Regions from separate parts of the Mus musculus genome. Here region 2 is linked to region 1. A link is a contact called in public HiChIP or PLAC-seq data. All regions are on one chromosome and are shown on one strand. Each heading gives the region's core, a stretch centred on a gene start, on an enhancer-like site or on the middle of the called end of the contact. The rest is flanking DNA. Distances are from core to core; before and after follow the strand shown.

What was found. HiChIP or PLAC-seq counts read pairs in DNA pulled down with a chosen protein or histone mark.
Region 2: an H3K27ac HiChIP or PLAC-seq map of heart atrium shows a contact between it and region 1, with 6 read pairs. The contact joins two enhancer-like sites. A contact is called at or near these places in 1 of 39 promoter capture datasets (3T3-L1-derived adipocytes), 1 of 115 datasets of contacts at active chromatin or transcription factors (heart atrium) and 1 of 9 other capture datasets (adipose tissue).

What each region holds. Positions count from the first base shown.
Region 1 is chr3:30,242,497-30,250,300 of GRCm38.p6, reverse strand. The region is part of intron 1 of Mecom (MDS1 and EVI1 complex locus); the gene reads left to right. Among named protein-coding and RNA genes, the nearest start is that of Mecomos, 230 kb to the right of the region's middle. Within about 2 kb of position 3,615, at least 51 of the 459 cell types and tissues checked have an H3K27ac peak or open chromatin away from gene starts, as enhancers often do. A contact at or near this core is called in adipose tissue and heart atrium, where this site is marked.
Region 2 is chr3:30,544,205-30,552,008 of GRCm38.p6, reverse strand. No RefSeq gene overlaps it. Among named protein-coding and RNA genes, the nearest start is that of Mecom, 38 kb to the right of the region's middle. Within about 2 kb of position 4,773, at least 31 of the 459 cell types and tissues checked have an H3K27ac peak or open chromatin away from gene starts, as enhancers often do. A contact at or near this core is called in adipose tissue and heart atrium, where this site is marked.

The sequences.
Region 1 (7,804 bases), core at 2,366-4,865:
CAAGGCCACCCTGGTCTACAGAGTAAGTTCCAGAAAGCCAGGGCTACACAGAGAAACCCTGTCTCAAAAAAAACCACCCCCCCCCCCCAAAATAAAAGAAAGAAAGAAAGAAAGAAAAAGAATATTTATCAGACTAAGTCCTTTAAAATTATCTTTTCTTATCACACTAAATAACAAAAAAAGCACTCTGGTGCATTTTTCTAGTTAGCTGTTGTTCAGTTTGACTATTGTAAGCAGAAATGGGTAGTCCTGGTGCAGGGCACCATCATCTGATGGAAATATGGGGTACCAGTAGGCAACAGGGCTGCCATTTTCTACTAACTTTTGTTCTGGATGGATGTTACTTCCAGGCTAGTCTGGCCAGTCTTTTCTCTCAGTACATCAACTATTCTGAGACCAATTAAACCTAAATCTGGTCTACCTGGAAGGGCATCTAATTGCAGCTAGAAGATGAGAGTCATAGTTTAGGCTCTAAACAGCATTTGGGAGGTACACTGATGCTGTAAAGCAGACCTACACCATTTGTTGTAGGACAGTCCTTCTCACTGAGGTCTATCACAGGCCAATGCATGTTCCTCCGTTATATAACAGAGACACCCCTCCTCTGAGAAGGTTTCTCTTGGCTCATCCTGTAGTAGTCAAGTGAGCATGCCACTTGTGAACCTGTTGGCACTGTCAGTTTCTGCGTTATCTGTAGCCTCAGCAAGGTAAATAATTCCTATGTTCCTCTTCATGTTATTCTGAGATGCACATGATACAAAGTTGTTTCTACCAATAATTAAAAATAAGAGGCCTATCCTTAAACAAACCCCAAAGCAATAAACTGGTGTAGACTGCTGTTCCTTGGAACCTGAGGCGTTGGGGGAATCGGAGAAGACTTTTGAAGACAAAGTCCCTTGATATTTCCCTCTAATGAAATAACATTTCTTGCCTCTAACCTACACAAATGCTCCTGTAAACTTTAAGTTGTTGCTATGTTACTTCCAATGGCTACTGCAGTGCCAAAGCCATTTAGATACTTGTTGTCACACTGAATTGCTTAGGAACAGTGACAGGAAGAGAAAGTGTGTGAGTTCAGTAGAGGCATTGCCATATGTGTGAATATCTTCCATCTGTTACTGGTTGGATCTCTGGATGTGAAGAGTTTGTAGATACAAAAGGCCAATGGCATATGGTTCTCGTCAGTCTAAGGCTGGAGATGCCTGGCTACACAGGAGCGTAAATACAGTTCTTGTTCTACTTTTCATGATTCTGAACCTCAACTTAGTCATCTTCTGCTGCATGGCCAGATACCTCCTACCACCTCCTGACTTTGCTGATCAATGCTAAACTACCAGATGGAGGAAGCTTTATTGTCTTTGGTTTCTGGTCTGTCTCTATCAGCTCTGTGACACACTAGTTACAACATGTTACTGGAAAAGTAGCTTCAAATGGGCACACAAATCAGCCCAAGTGGCAGCATCGTTGGAGAGGGCTACAACCTCCACAGTTGTTCATCTGATCCCACTTTGAATGCTAGGAAGGGATTTAAACCTGGACCCCTTTGCGATCTTTCCCCAGAGTGTCAATGGGAACATGCAGTGGAAGCATTCATGCAGTATAGGTGGTGCCCAGAACATCTGTTTAAACCTTTACTTTTCATAGCATCGAGCTCACCAAAGATTTTGAAAGTCAAATGTATATTTATTCCATGGAGGAAACCTTATCAACCAGTGCAAAAGTTTACTGGCACTAGCTTGGGATATAACGGGCAGTTTAAATCCTGCTAACTGCGAATCATTTTTCAACAGTGTTTATGATTGTGATAGAGTTTAGTGGGGCAGAAGAACAGATAGCATAAATATTTCAACAAAAGCCTATTGGGCCAGCCATATAAATAAGTTAGACCTAGTTTGTAAATAAATTTAGCCTCGCAAACATTCATAATCTTCTCTTGGTGTAAACTATAGTAATTTATGCAGAAGATGCCCTGGATGCCTTTCATAAGAAGTCAGTTGTCTTTAGGAGGCACTGCCTGGTGCCCATCAACTGTCTTACACTGTGTGACTCAACGAGGCAGGAAGGATACTGTACAGACCACCTAATGCTACTAGTTATTACACATGTTGATAGTGACAATTCCCAGACACCAGGCAGGGTTTGGTAGTCTATGAAGTTGTCATATTATATCATTCCCTTAAATACCTAGCTTGTGTTACCACTTAACCATGTTGAAATTACCCCTTCTTCAATCATAAGTGTGGCTGGCATACACACACACACACATACACACACACACACATACACACACACACACATATATGCCTATACATATACACACACACATCTGTTCATATTTTTCTGAAAAGTTTTAAAAAATGAATAATGTTTTCTGAAATTAAACAAACAAAAAAAAACCCCAAAGTTTTCCTTTATGTTTTCAGTCACATTCCATCCCCACAATTTTGAACGATTTCACATTTCACATGATGGGGTGGGTGTCGGAAAACTCAATCCGCAGCCCTTTAGAGGGTAGAATGGGCCGGCAGATTGTGCTCGTTGGCAACATCTAGACTTGTTTTTAACAGCAGAGATATGGTATTTACAATGGAGCAGAGTTTGATCTTACTGGAGGGACCTTCCTCATCATGTTACCTCAGGACACAAATCACTGTTGTCCTTTTATTAACAAACCTGTGATAACAAGGATCAACTTCTCATTTAAAAAAAAAAAAAAAAAAACAAAACAAGACCAAAAACAGAACAGAAAAAGACTTCCCTGAGTTTGAGAGTCTAAGGAAATTTTGTTCTTTGGGGTACTCTCTGCTTCCTTTCCAGCCGAGTGTGGCGCTGTGGATGTTTAATTGCCCGCTTGCATTCCTCTTTCTCAGCAAGCCACAACCCCCTCTTCTGCCAGCCATGCATAAGTATTTTCTTTTCCTTATGCAGGACTCCTGGCTGGAAGAAAGTTCTTCTGTGTTGTAGCTGTAGGGAAGGTCTCCATGAGCTCTTCTGTGGAATGGACCTGAGCTCACGCAAGCTCCTTACTCATGTCTCAGACAGCGCAGTCTGGCTTAAGCACGAAGTGAGGCTCTCAGGGTCCTTTACTTCCTCCCGATCGCCATCTTCCAGGAAGGTTTTGCCTTTCCTCTTCTGGGAACAGTCTGATTCTCTTCTCTCAGTATATACTATTCTTCAGTGTCCTTGCGAGGGAAGTCATGGCTGGACTTTTTCCTTCAGTGTTTAGCTCCCCTTCTGAGACAAGGCGGTAGTACTTCTGGCAAGAGCCACCAAGCCACACTTAGATAACCCTCATAAAGAGACTGCGGCTCTCAGGTCCCACGCAGAACCCAGTGAAGCACATCCGTGGTCAAAGAGACCAGTCGTTCCCCATTAGTGACAGCGCATTAATGCTCCAGCATGTCTCAGCCACCTTTAAACGGTCTTGGTAAAGAAGCCAATCAGATCACTTCTTAACATGCTTTCCTCTGAAACCACCGTCAACAACATAAACAAATTAGCTATAGTAAACCACACATTCTGCCCACACAGAAACCACAGCCCTCACCAGAGGGCAGTGTACTTAATGTGAGAATAACAGCCCAGCTTTATAAGCCTCCACTGGGAATAAATTCCAGTTGCACTGGCTAGAGCAGGGCTGGGGAGCCAGAGCACGCTCTCGCCTAGGTTACGGATTGTGGGAGAGCCAATCGATTCTCAAAGTGTCTTTCCAGGAAATACATTTTCTAAGCTTTTGGCATGCCCAGTTTGGCAGTTCTCCAGCTTTCATTATGGGGATCTGCTATGGCTTCAGTGGAATGGTCCCAGACACAAACTGGCCCAACTCGCTAGCTCTTCCTCTCAGGTGGCTCCAGGGTTCAGAGGAGTTACCGGGTGGAAACCTCAAGGCAACTGCCTTTTTCATGGCCACTTTCCCAAGTTTATGATCCTCCATCTTGACCCCTGGGGAGTTGTGAAATATTCTCTATACCTTCCTCATGCTGATATACTTCCTTTCTTGACAATGGCTAGTCCTTAACCATCCAGTCCAGCCCTAAACCAGTGTGTTCCGTCATCAGTAAATTCCTGCCTGTGATAGTGTTTTCTTAAATACCTGTTTAAACAGTGATTTAGATAAGAGTGTCCCATTTGTGTGCAGCAGGAAATGCCTGCCTTCTTTTAGATATGCTGGCAAATAATTGCTGTAGATAGGGCCTGAACGCTGAAAGGCCGTACTCTGCTCACTGCAGATGCCTGAGAAGCGACCTGCCAGTAAGCTGTGATGTAAATACCGGCATTTCTATTCTACTTTAAATGGATTGGAAGCAAAGCCACTTTGGGGATATAAAAGGCTTATGAAAAAAAGCCAGTAGGTCAGAGGTTGCCAAAAATCTCTTAAAATTTTGTAGTGCTAAAAGAGAGTTCAGGCAAATGTTGCATTGTGAAAGGAATACAGACGGGCATGTAAGGAGTCTGGTCCTACCAGGCCTTCCAGTATAGACTGGTGACTAGGCTCACCAACAACAAAATATACCAAACATTAACCAGGTCATGCTTTCCCTCTAGGCCTTACCCACAGAACGTTAGTGTCTCTATTTTGTTTTCTTGGATTCTGTAAATAGATGCCAAAAGGCTCTAGCAATTTCTTTCCATCGCCATTTAAGAGAAGCTTAGCAAGGCCTATACCATAATATGAGAAATATATTTATGTATATATTTGCTATTTGTTTTCAATTCCTATTGTACTCTTGGCCCTGTCTGTTGCTACCTCTCCCAACCCTCTCTCATTCTGGATCTTTCTGACAGCAGACTAATGAAGTGCTTTGAATACTGTCAGGTAGCAAGGCCCAGAGGGAAGAAATGGATTAGGTCAGAACAAGGAAGCTAACTGAAACACTGAGAGTCAAAGGAGCTTGAAAGACCATTAGGAAAATTCCACATGCCAAGCCATGTCAGCAGGCTAGGGCACAAATATGCCATAGAGACTCAGATGTCACACACATGGACCAGAGTTGAAACATGACGAGTGTTTGCCTTTCACCCTTTTCTGGGATCATGGTGCTTTGAAGACTGCCCATGGGTGACCTCTCTAAGACAATGACCTCTATAGGACAGACCTCTGCTTCCAAATCTATGCTGCTGGATTTCCATAGAATCCTTTACAGCCTATTTGTCAGCTCCATGAGCATCTATTTTCCTCATCTTAGTAGTTTCCTTTCCTCCTTTCATTGGGAGTGTGAAATTTCATTTTCCTGGGGACATTTTCACAGAGTGCTTCAATGGCCAGTTCATTGCTCGGTTTGTGCATCTGGTATTACCTGGGCTCCTCCCTTTCCTCACATGTTCAGTGGAGGGCTCTGCTGCTGGTGGAGAAGAGCTGGCCCCTGAGGTCCTTTGCTTTCTCATCAGCACGCCTCTGTCACCACTCAGGAATTGTCCTGAGGAGGGACGGAGAGCATGTCCTGTTTTAATTTGGAAAGGAAACTGCAGTCTTCCCCCTCCCTTCCCCGACCACTGGTAAGCGTGCATGGACTCACAGACTCATGGCTCTATGCTCACATACTCCCTGGAGGTCCCTGGTGGGGCCTGAGGTTTGGCTAAGCCTCCCTCTCCTGATGCTGGGCACACATCGTCTGCGTTCAGCCACGTGTAATCCTTCCTGTCTGCCTGGGAGTTGGGCACAAAGTACTGGTGCTTGGGCCCACCCTCTTCTTTAGTGGCAATTAACCTTTACTACAGAGCTTCCTTTGAAGTTTGCTCGTGTTTTTATTACAAAACTGCAACAAGAAACATAATGGGGGGAAATGTCTAAATTTCTGAGTTACCTAATCTGTTCAATTCCCTAGTCGGGCTCCTCTTGGCAGCTGTTTTACACAGCTATGATCTCAACCAGTCTGCCTGAGATCCCAAATCATGTTTCTGTCTCAGCCTATTTTTAAGATTAGGGAGCTGCTAAGTACCACACACACACACACACACACACACACACACACACACACCACTTATTGCTAGCAAATGCACATGGATGTGCATATTGTGCGCAAGTTTGTACAGCCAAGTTAACATGGTTTCATGGTTTTAGCTAAAGTCGAGCTTTGTGCTTTAAACGTTAGCATTAATACTGCCTTAGTCTCTGAACACTTTCTATCAATGGACTGACTCGGGGAGCAGAGAGGAAAACATTTCCGATACCGACAGGAAGGACAACATGGAGTGATAAGCATTTTGATGGCCATTGAATGCTATTAATGGGTGAAGCTCAGGAGCTTGAATGGCATCTGCCCAGAAGATTTTCAGTTAAACTAAGCAGAGGAGCCAAAAGAAACAACTGGTGAGTTATATAAATCCCACAAAAAGAGAAAGCAACTCAGGCCAGCCTTGCAAATAAGGGCCAAAGAATTATGAGTGAAATGGCATTTTTTTTTTCCTAGCCCGCCGTTCACAGGAGCTCAAATAAATGAAATCATTTTTCCTCTGCTTTTCACTGAGTAGTAAATCACTGCTAATCCAAGGCCGGAAGAAAAGCAACCATGAAACTCAATGGAAATAAGGGAGAGTACCTCACCCTGGTCAGAATAGGTGAGGACTTTCTAAGAAAATGCAAAAAACCCACAAAGACAACTTAGTGAACTTAGTTCCACTAATGATAGAAAGTTCTATGACTGTATCAAATAGAAAACTATAGAGAAAATGAGTAAGATTTTTATCCTTGGGCTAATTTGCCATTAATCAGACAAGAGTTGAGGCCCATTTTAAAAAAATGAGAGAAAGCTATGCCTAATATGTAATGGAAGAAATATGAGTCACTGATAAAATATTTAGTATTAGTAATCACTAAGGTATAGATTAAGGAAACAACTGATAAATAGTTTTCCTACTGATAAAAATGAAAAACAGCACACATTGGAACCTGTAAGTATGACTGGTAATAGTATAAATTGATAAATATATTTGGAAAAGAAATGCCAATACTCACTAGGTTTTAATAGGGATCCCATCTAAGAAAAATTGAAATGGATAAATGTAAATATCTATATAGAGGGTATTTGTTTTACTGACAGTTTTGGGATTAAAAAGAAAAAAACAAAAAACCCGAGTACTATAGACACACTTCCTTTGGATCCCTATAATGGTAGAATGTGTAGCAATTGCACATAAGTTTAGCAAATAGGAAAAAAGAGAAAAGTATTTACAAAACACTATCAAATGAAAAGGCTGAACAACAGAATGTTTACACAGGAGACAGACTTTTGACGACCCAGACTCCTAATAAAATCTTTAAAGAAAGTAAAAGGCCTAAGTGAGAAAGCGAAGATTGGGTTCGAACAGTTGCTGACTGTAGAGATTCTGTTCTGTGTCTTTTACTGCCAGATTCTACATTGGAAGAATGAAAAATTATTTTTCACATCACTTTCCCCCCACTGGATTGCAATGAGTGTATTTATGCAGCAATGGGCACTGTTATTATTGGTAATAAGCTTTCAATCCCCCCCCCCCTTAGATTCTGGTATCTTCTAAACAAAACTCTTACAAACTGCAAACCTGGGTAGTTACTGAGACAGCTACAGAAATAAGTAGAATCTAATTGAAGTGTGGGCTGTTGCTTGGTCTCTAGGGACATTAGAACGCTTACGGTTTGAATTGGAGGGGTTGATTTTTCAGTAGAATTTCCCAAGCCATTTGCCTCAAACAATAAGCTCTTCTCCCTGTCCTCATCGAGTTAATGACACAACCAAAGGATACATGAAGCAAATTACAGTTGGAGGCAGCGCAGCTCCAAGAAGTTACAAGGGTTATTTATCTTTATGGGCCCACTGATGTATGC
Region 2 (7,804 bases), core at 3,524-6,023, 300 kb before region 1:
GATGTGCCAGAGACCTGGGATGTGGGGAGTCTCCTGAGGGTCTATGGGGGTGACTCTAACTGAGACTAGCAGTGGAAGATATGGATCCTGAACTGGCGACTGCCTGTACCTGTGCAGGACTCTCAGTGGAGGGATAAGGACACCAACTCACCCCACAAAACCTTTGACCCAAAATGTGTCCTGCCTTCAAGATAGAGCAGAGATGGAGGGAATGGCCAACCAATGACTGGCTCGAACTTAGACTCATCCCATGTATGAGAACCAATCTCTAACACTATTAACGATATTCTATTATGGTTGCAGAGAGGAGCCTAACATAACTGTCCTCTGAGAGGTTCCACCCAGCAGGTAATGGAAACATACAGAGACTCCACAGCGGAACATTAGATGGAGCTTGGGGAATCTTATGGAAAAGTTGAGGACAGAGATGCCACAGGAAGACCAGCAGAGTCAGCTAACCTGGACCCTTGGGGACACCCAAAGACTGAATCACCAACCAAAGAGCCAGCATAGGCTGGACCTAGGCTTCCCAAACATATGTAGCAGATGTGCAGCTTGGTCTTCATGTGGGTCCCTTAACAACTGGGGCAGGCGCTGTTCCTGACTCTGTTGCCTGCCTGTGGATTTCATTCCCATAACTGGGCTGCCTTGTCTGGCTTCAGTGGGAGAGGATGTGCCTAGTCCTGCAGTGACTCGATGTGCTGGGGAGGGGGTATTGATACCCAAGGAGGGCTCCTGCTTCTCAGAGGTGAAAGAGAAGTGGGGGGGGGGAATCTGTGTGAGGGGGCACTGCAATGAGAGAGGGTGCTGATATTGGGATGTAATGTGAATTTTAAAAAAAGTGCAAACAGTCCAACTGGATTAACTCAAGCTACAAAACTTCTATGTGAAGAGACAACATGAAACTGGGAGAAAATATTTGCAATCTCCATCTGATAAAGATTAGTATCCAGGATACATAAAACAATCAAACAATTCAGAGCCAGTGAGATGGCTCAATAGGTAAAGGTGTTTGCCACCAAGCCTCATGATCTGAATGCCAGTCCAGGGCCCAGCATGGTAGAAGGAGGGAACCAATTTAAGTTATCCTCTGACGTCCACAGCCATGCAGTGGAATGTGTATGTACCCCCTCCCCCACAGTACATAAATAAATAAAAAGTGTAAAAGATGATTTGGATACTCAGTTCTCAGAAGACATACACGTGTATTTATATAAGTGTAAGTATACAATATAGAGGCCTAAACATTTGAGATAAGTTTAGTATTGTTTATCATCAACAAAATGAAAATGAAACTCACCCATGTAGGATGGTGTGGTGGTTTGAATAGGAGTGGCTCCCATAGGCTTATAGATTTCAATGGTTGATTATCAGGGAGTGGCACCTCTATTGGAAGCCAATCAATGAGATGAGGCAAGGGGAAGGTATATAAGGCATGGCAAGTGAGGAAGAAACGAAAACTGTTTCTATTAACACAGAAAGCTTAAAGGTGCGGCTGGAGAGATGGCTCAGTGGTTAAGAGAACACACTGCTCTTGCAGAGGACCAGTTTAGCTCCTGGCCCTGATGTAGAGCAGCTTACAAACATCAGGACAACTGACACCCTCTTCTGGCCTCTTCAGGTACTTCATGCTTTTGTGCAGCCCTCCTCCCCCCCATACACAAAGACAGGCATTTGTATAATTAAAAATAATTTTTAAAAACTTTTTTTAAAAAGGAAGATATCTACAAAAGCTCCCAGAACTAATTAAGTTTAGGAAGTATATATTGCATAAAAATCATATCTTGAAAAATCAACTGTGTTTTACTAGCAGTGAAAAAAGTGTACTGGTTGTTTATAGAAAAGGAAGAAAAGAAAGAGATGAGAGAGGAAAAGAAAATAGAGAAAGGAAAGGAAGAGAGGCGAGAATACAAGGAAGCTGAATGTGACTGCTCACTCCCATAATTCTAGCATTTGGAGGGTGGAGGCAGGGCTATTGTGAGCTTCAGGCTAGACTACACTATACAGTGCCTATATATTGGCTAAAAACAAAAGAACATCTATTAGTGTATATCTAACTAACTATGGGCACGCATGCACACACGCACACACACAAACACACAATCATGTACATACACACACAGAGCGGGGGTCTGTATGTTGCAGAGTTGCAGATAAGAATGCAATGTTTTTAGTAACTGAAATCTGGAAACCTCTTAAATAACCTTCACTTGTACAAACAGTGACAGGCCCTGCTGACAGCACTCGATCAGCAGGAAAAGGGAAGAGGCGATATGCTCTACATCTAACAACACGAGTGATCCTCCAGTGTACTGTGTAGAGCGGGAGAAGCCAGGCTCAAAGGCTGTACGGTAGGTAGCTGAGGGCAAGAGTGGCACAGCAGCTCACATTGAGTAATTTGTAAATAATGTGTGTTTAATTCACACAGATCAGGGGGCAGGGAAGTCCAGGTTCCAGGAGAGCAGACCAACGTCCACTGAAGGCCAGCTGCTTGCTGGTGATGCGACCAGTGTCTGTTCTCCCATTGTGAGAGGAGGAAACCTTTCTTTTATTACCTTTTTGTTTACTCCCTGTGTGTGCGTGAGTGTGTGAACTCAGGTAACCCAGCTTGATGATGGGTGCGTTTACCTGCAGAGCCACCTTGCGGGCCCTTGGGCCTCTTATATCAGAACACTGATCCTACCTGTAAATTCTCTGCACTTGTGACTTAACCACCTCCCCATGTTCCCACCTCTTAACACAAACGCATCGGGAGTCAGGTTTCAGCACATGAACCAAGGAGGACAGAATCACACACCACAGCAGCAGGATTCCGTGTATATGACATAATTCTGGAGCAGGCAAAGATCCAGATGAGCAGATGGGACGTTCTGCTTTGGGAAGTCCTAACAGCAGCCTGAGAGAACATTTCAGGAGTCTCGAGCCTGTTCCGTAGCAAACCTGCTGTGCTGATCACATAGTTTTGTGCATTTTTCAAAATTCACAGATGGTTTACCAAAAGTACGATGTATTCCTGTATTTAAAGCTTGGAGACTCCAAGAACACTGGGGATAGCCATGCAGAATTTGGAAGAACCAGAGGAGAGTAAGGCTGAAAAGTTTTGTGACTCTTGCTAACCAGGAGGAACTTTCTCCCGAAGAAGAATACAAAAGGCTGCAGAGTACTTCCCTGGCAAGCTCAAGGTCCAGGCTTCAGCACTGAACAAACAAACAAACAAACAAAACAAAACAAAAACAAAAACAAAAACAAAAAAAACCAAAACAAAACAAAAACCAAGCAAACCACCCAAAAGCAGACAGTTTCAGTCTCCGAAGTCATCCCCTCACCCTCCTACTCTCACTGACCGTTGCCTCGTCCTTGAGTTCTCCAAGTTCAGCCTGTCTAAGTGTCCTCCTATTGGTATTGCATGCTGCCAGACGGATCCACAAGGCCCCTCTATTACACTTTGAGCAACTCTGCAGAATACCCAGTAACACTGCTCAGGCTTCTGGCCGATAGAAACTGTGAGGTAACACATAGGCTTTGTTTTAAGCAGCTAAATTTCTGGCAAATTGCTTGTAGTGAAGGAAACCTACATACAAGTAGAAGGAAACCATTGATGGGAGAGCCAGGGTGATGAAATTGTTTAGTGAACCTTTTAATGTATACTTGATTTATTTTTATTTTATGTATCTGGGTGTTTACCTATGCCTTGGGCATGCCTGCTGTCAGTGGAGGTCAGAAGAGGATATTAAATTCTATTGCAATGGAGTTCCAGATGGTTGAAGGCTGCCACTTGTATGGTGGGAGCCAAACCTAGGTCCTCTGCAGGTGCAGCAGATGCTTGCAATCACTGAACTGTCTCTCCAGCCCTATACTTTTGAATTTAAGACACAAGAAGAGATTATCTATTTAGGACAAACTTAAATTAAAAAAAAAAGAAAGTGAAAACAAATCCCAAAGCTCTTAAGTAGGAGGGGGAAGTTCCGCTAGGCCTAGTTTCTCTACAGAGTTCTGCTTCATGCTCCAGGTCTTCCCAAATGTGCAGTTACCACCCGGTAGTACGGGGCTCATCCTGATATCTTTGCTGGCCATAAGTCAGTTCCAGAAGGTGAGGACCAGCAGCTGGAGAAATAACGAGCGTGGAGGTAAGCTCCCAGTATTTTTTAAGGAATGCGCACATGAGGACATGCAGGGACAGTGTGGGAGGATTGTGTCAAGCTTCCTCCGGACTCTGCAATATAACTTTCCTTCTCTCAGTTGCAGGAGAAGCCACCCCCCCACCCCCAAATCCATGTTCTTATACTTTTGGAAATGCCTTCTGTCTGCTCTCATCAGCGACAACACTTCTGAGATGGTTTGGAAATATTTATGCAGCCAATCCCGGTTACAAACATCGGCAGTAGGGAAGAAGTCAATGGAAATCGGAGAGACAATTAAACAAGACTCTGAGGAAAAAAATAAGGCATAGCAGAAAACACACAGCAAGCATGCCAGAGATGGTAGGAGTAGGCCAGAGTATAGACATGCATCGGAGGCGATAGCTCAAGGCCCTGGGCTGTAAAGGCAGAACTAGTTTCCTGTCAAGGAGAGAATTTTGTTTTGCTGTGTTCAGCCTGGTGCTCATCTGCATGGCTGAAACTTGTACTTCTCTGGGTGTGACATAGGCAGGACGGTGGGGCTAGCTCCCAGAAAAGGAAGTTTTGCTCTTCTTTCCCCTCATGGGACTGTGTTAATGTGCTGCCAGGTCACTAGCAGTTTGTAATCATGTTTGTGTCCACGGTGACAAGTTCCCCAGGGAGACACCGGGAATTCCAGAGATGGTGTTGCTGCCCAGTTGTGTGTGTCCAGAGGTCACTTTGCTGCTCTGCTCGGGGTCTGAGAAGCCAGGAGAAGAAGAACCCGGTGGATATGGAGTGCCGGCATGAGAGTGTCTGCCAAGATCAAAATGTTCTCCATCGTTGCGAGTAGATGAGATCTTAGAACCTGGAATCACACAGTCCCAGCTCCAGCAGGGCTTCTGGCAACAGCCCCAGTGTCTTCAGCTACAGACATCACCTCTGAAGATGCCAAGAAAAGCAAACACAGGCCCCGATCTCTTGTTGCACCAACTGGAATGGAGCCCGCAGCAGCAGAGGAACTGAGCTGAGAGACAGCTTTCCTCTGACTCTGAATTTCCCACCACCCCTCCCCCATCCGGATCCAGCAAACAAACAACAGACTTGTAATAAAATGTGCAGGTGTGACGGACGACTTTCTATTCCGAGATGCTGGGATAAAATGGCGTGCGGTAGGTCCCAGCAAGACGAACAGGACAGGAGGGAACCCCCAAAGGCACAGATTTCATTCCAGCCGTGGGAACGGGCTCCTTCTAGTAGCCTAAACTGGTGTCCTTCGCATACCCTCTAGACAGCCCCTGAGAAACGATTCCAAGTTTATCTGCGTGGGGAAAGAGGGGGAGGTGTGAGTGGGATGGAGACGAATCTACAAGCCTCAAGAGCCAAGTGACAAAGTACCGCTGAGGGATCCTAGCTGTCCAAGCTTGGCGACAAGACTGGAAAGCCACAAGAGGAAGAGCCTTCCTTAGCATCGGGAATGGTGAGGCAGAACTGATAATATTTCGAGGGAAGCTGCCAAGGAGAGGGAAATGTCTATCATTTACCAAAGAGAAACATTGGTGGCACACAGTGAGTGGGTAGGGGGTCTGGGGGCTGAGGAATGTGACAACAGAGTCTGAGTCTGTGGCGATGCAGGTGCCCCAGCTGCACACAAAGCTTTAGCTCTGATTAGATGATTTTAATGCTATTTCTAGTTAGATGCTTCCTTTCTAGACAGTCAGTGGGCAAATATAAAGTAAAGACATTACTCTTAAAGACAACTACTCCTGGACCGGGGAAATACCTCCGTTGGTACAGTGCTTGCCTTACAGTTTGTAGTGTGCACGAAGTCTTGGGTTCAATCTCCAGCACCATATAAGCCAGGGATGGTAGTATATATCTATAATTTCAGCACGTGAGAGGTATATAAATGCAGGAGAATCAGGTCAAGCTCACCCTCAGCTACATAGTGAGTCTGAGGTCAGCCTATGCTACATGAAACCCTGTTTTAAAAGAATGGTTTGCATGCATAGTTATGCTTACTAAACAAACAAACCAAACCAAACCAAACCAAAAAATAAAAATAAAACAAAAACCCAAACAACAACAACAAAAAACCCCAAAACAAAACCAACCAACCAACCAACCAAATCAACCAACAAAACAAACAAACAAACAAACAACCCTGAAAGCAAATTCTCAAGTGTACATCCCAGGATAAGAGATGGAACACGGACCACCCCCACTTTCAGTCAAAGTGTAGGCTCATAATTGACCATGGTGATGAACTAGCATTAGCTCTTGGAGTCCTTCTCAAGGATGACCTTGGGAAGCTATAGAAAGGAGGGGAATAGTATTGCTGTCATCGTCCTGTCACATGTACAGCCAGGTCTTCCACCACCACTCTGAGCCATCCCCCAATTTGTAAAACTTTGGTGGTATGCCGTCTGATTGGCCAAGTCCAGGTCATGTGATTTCACCCCGGCTGTTAGGCGCTGCCATGGAAACTGATCTCCTGTGATTTCTCTCAGGGAGGACAGGCCTCTGCCTCCCTTTAGTTCTTATTTCTCTCAAATAGGAAAAGGATTTATGTACTAACCACAAAAAATGATAAAAGTCATTGTACCAAGCACAATTGTACAACTCACTCTTGGGGCAGTCCTCTCAGCCTCAGCGAGTATGGCCAACATTCATTCCGATTCTAAACTCCGGATGCTCGCCTACTTGGAAGAGTTCAGCTCTGAGCCTGTCATCTTCTTCTCCCCTACCACTTTGCGTAGTGAGTCCCCTACTCACTCAAATTAGAAGCCTGGATGCTATCCCATAATTCCTTAGTACCTTTCCTAACCAGTTTTAACATCGTTGGAACATATCTCTAGCCCATTTCCTTTGTCTGTAGTGCAGTATATATATATATATGTGTGTGTGTGTGTGAGTGTGTGTGTGTGTGTGTGTGTGTGTGTGTGTGTGCTCCTGTGTGCATGGTAATCAGGAGGTGCCTTCACACTTCCTTCCTCCGGAGTGCCGTCCTTATCTTGAGATGATCTTGAAGTGGCCTGGAACTGAGCAGTTAAGCTAGGCAAGCTGGTCAGCAAGCCGGGGGGTCCTCAATTCTCCACCCTCCTCCCCAGTACTGCACGTGACTCTTTATACATGGGTTCTGGGAGATTGAACCGTGCTCTAACCTGAACCATCTCCCCTCCACGGCTCTACACTCCTTGCTTAATACAGATGTCTTCACTCTTCACCCATGGTGGACTCATCTTGGTTTGGATTCCACATTCTGAGAGAAAGACTTGAGTGCAAGTAATTTATCTGAGAGGTGAGGAACATGAGGACAGCGTTTTTTCAACAGAGAACACTAGGAGGAATGAGACAAGGAAGGGAGAGGAGCCAAAATGTCTGCTGTCCAGCTGGCTACCACTGTGGAGCCTGAGACTTACTCCCAACTGAGGCAGACCAGATGCCCCAGAGCTGTTCACCAGCCCGGTCCTTACTATCGGAGGACAGAGTCAGGGCATTCGTCTTCTGACACTTCAAGGTCTGCCACAGGCAGTGAGGCGAGTTTTAGCAGGAGAGAAAGCTTGCTGGTGATGAAATTCACATGTCTGCTGCTGAAGGCCTAATGGGGTGCCAGTTTGTTCCTAGCATGAGGGGTTAAGTGTGGGCAATGTTTTCACGAGGCACAGATGCCAACTACTGCTCTTGCATATACTGTACCCAAATAT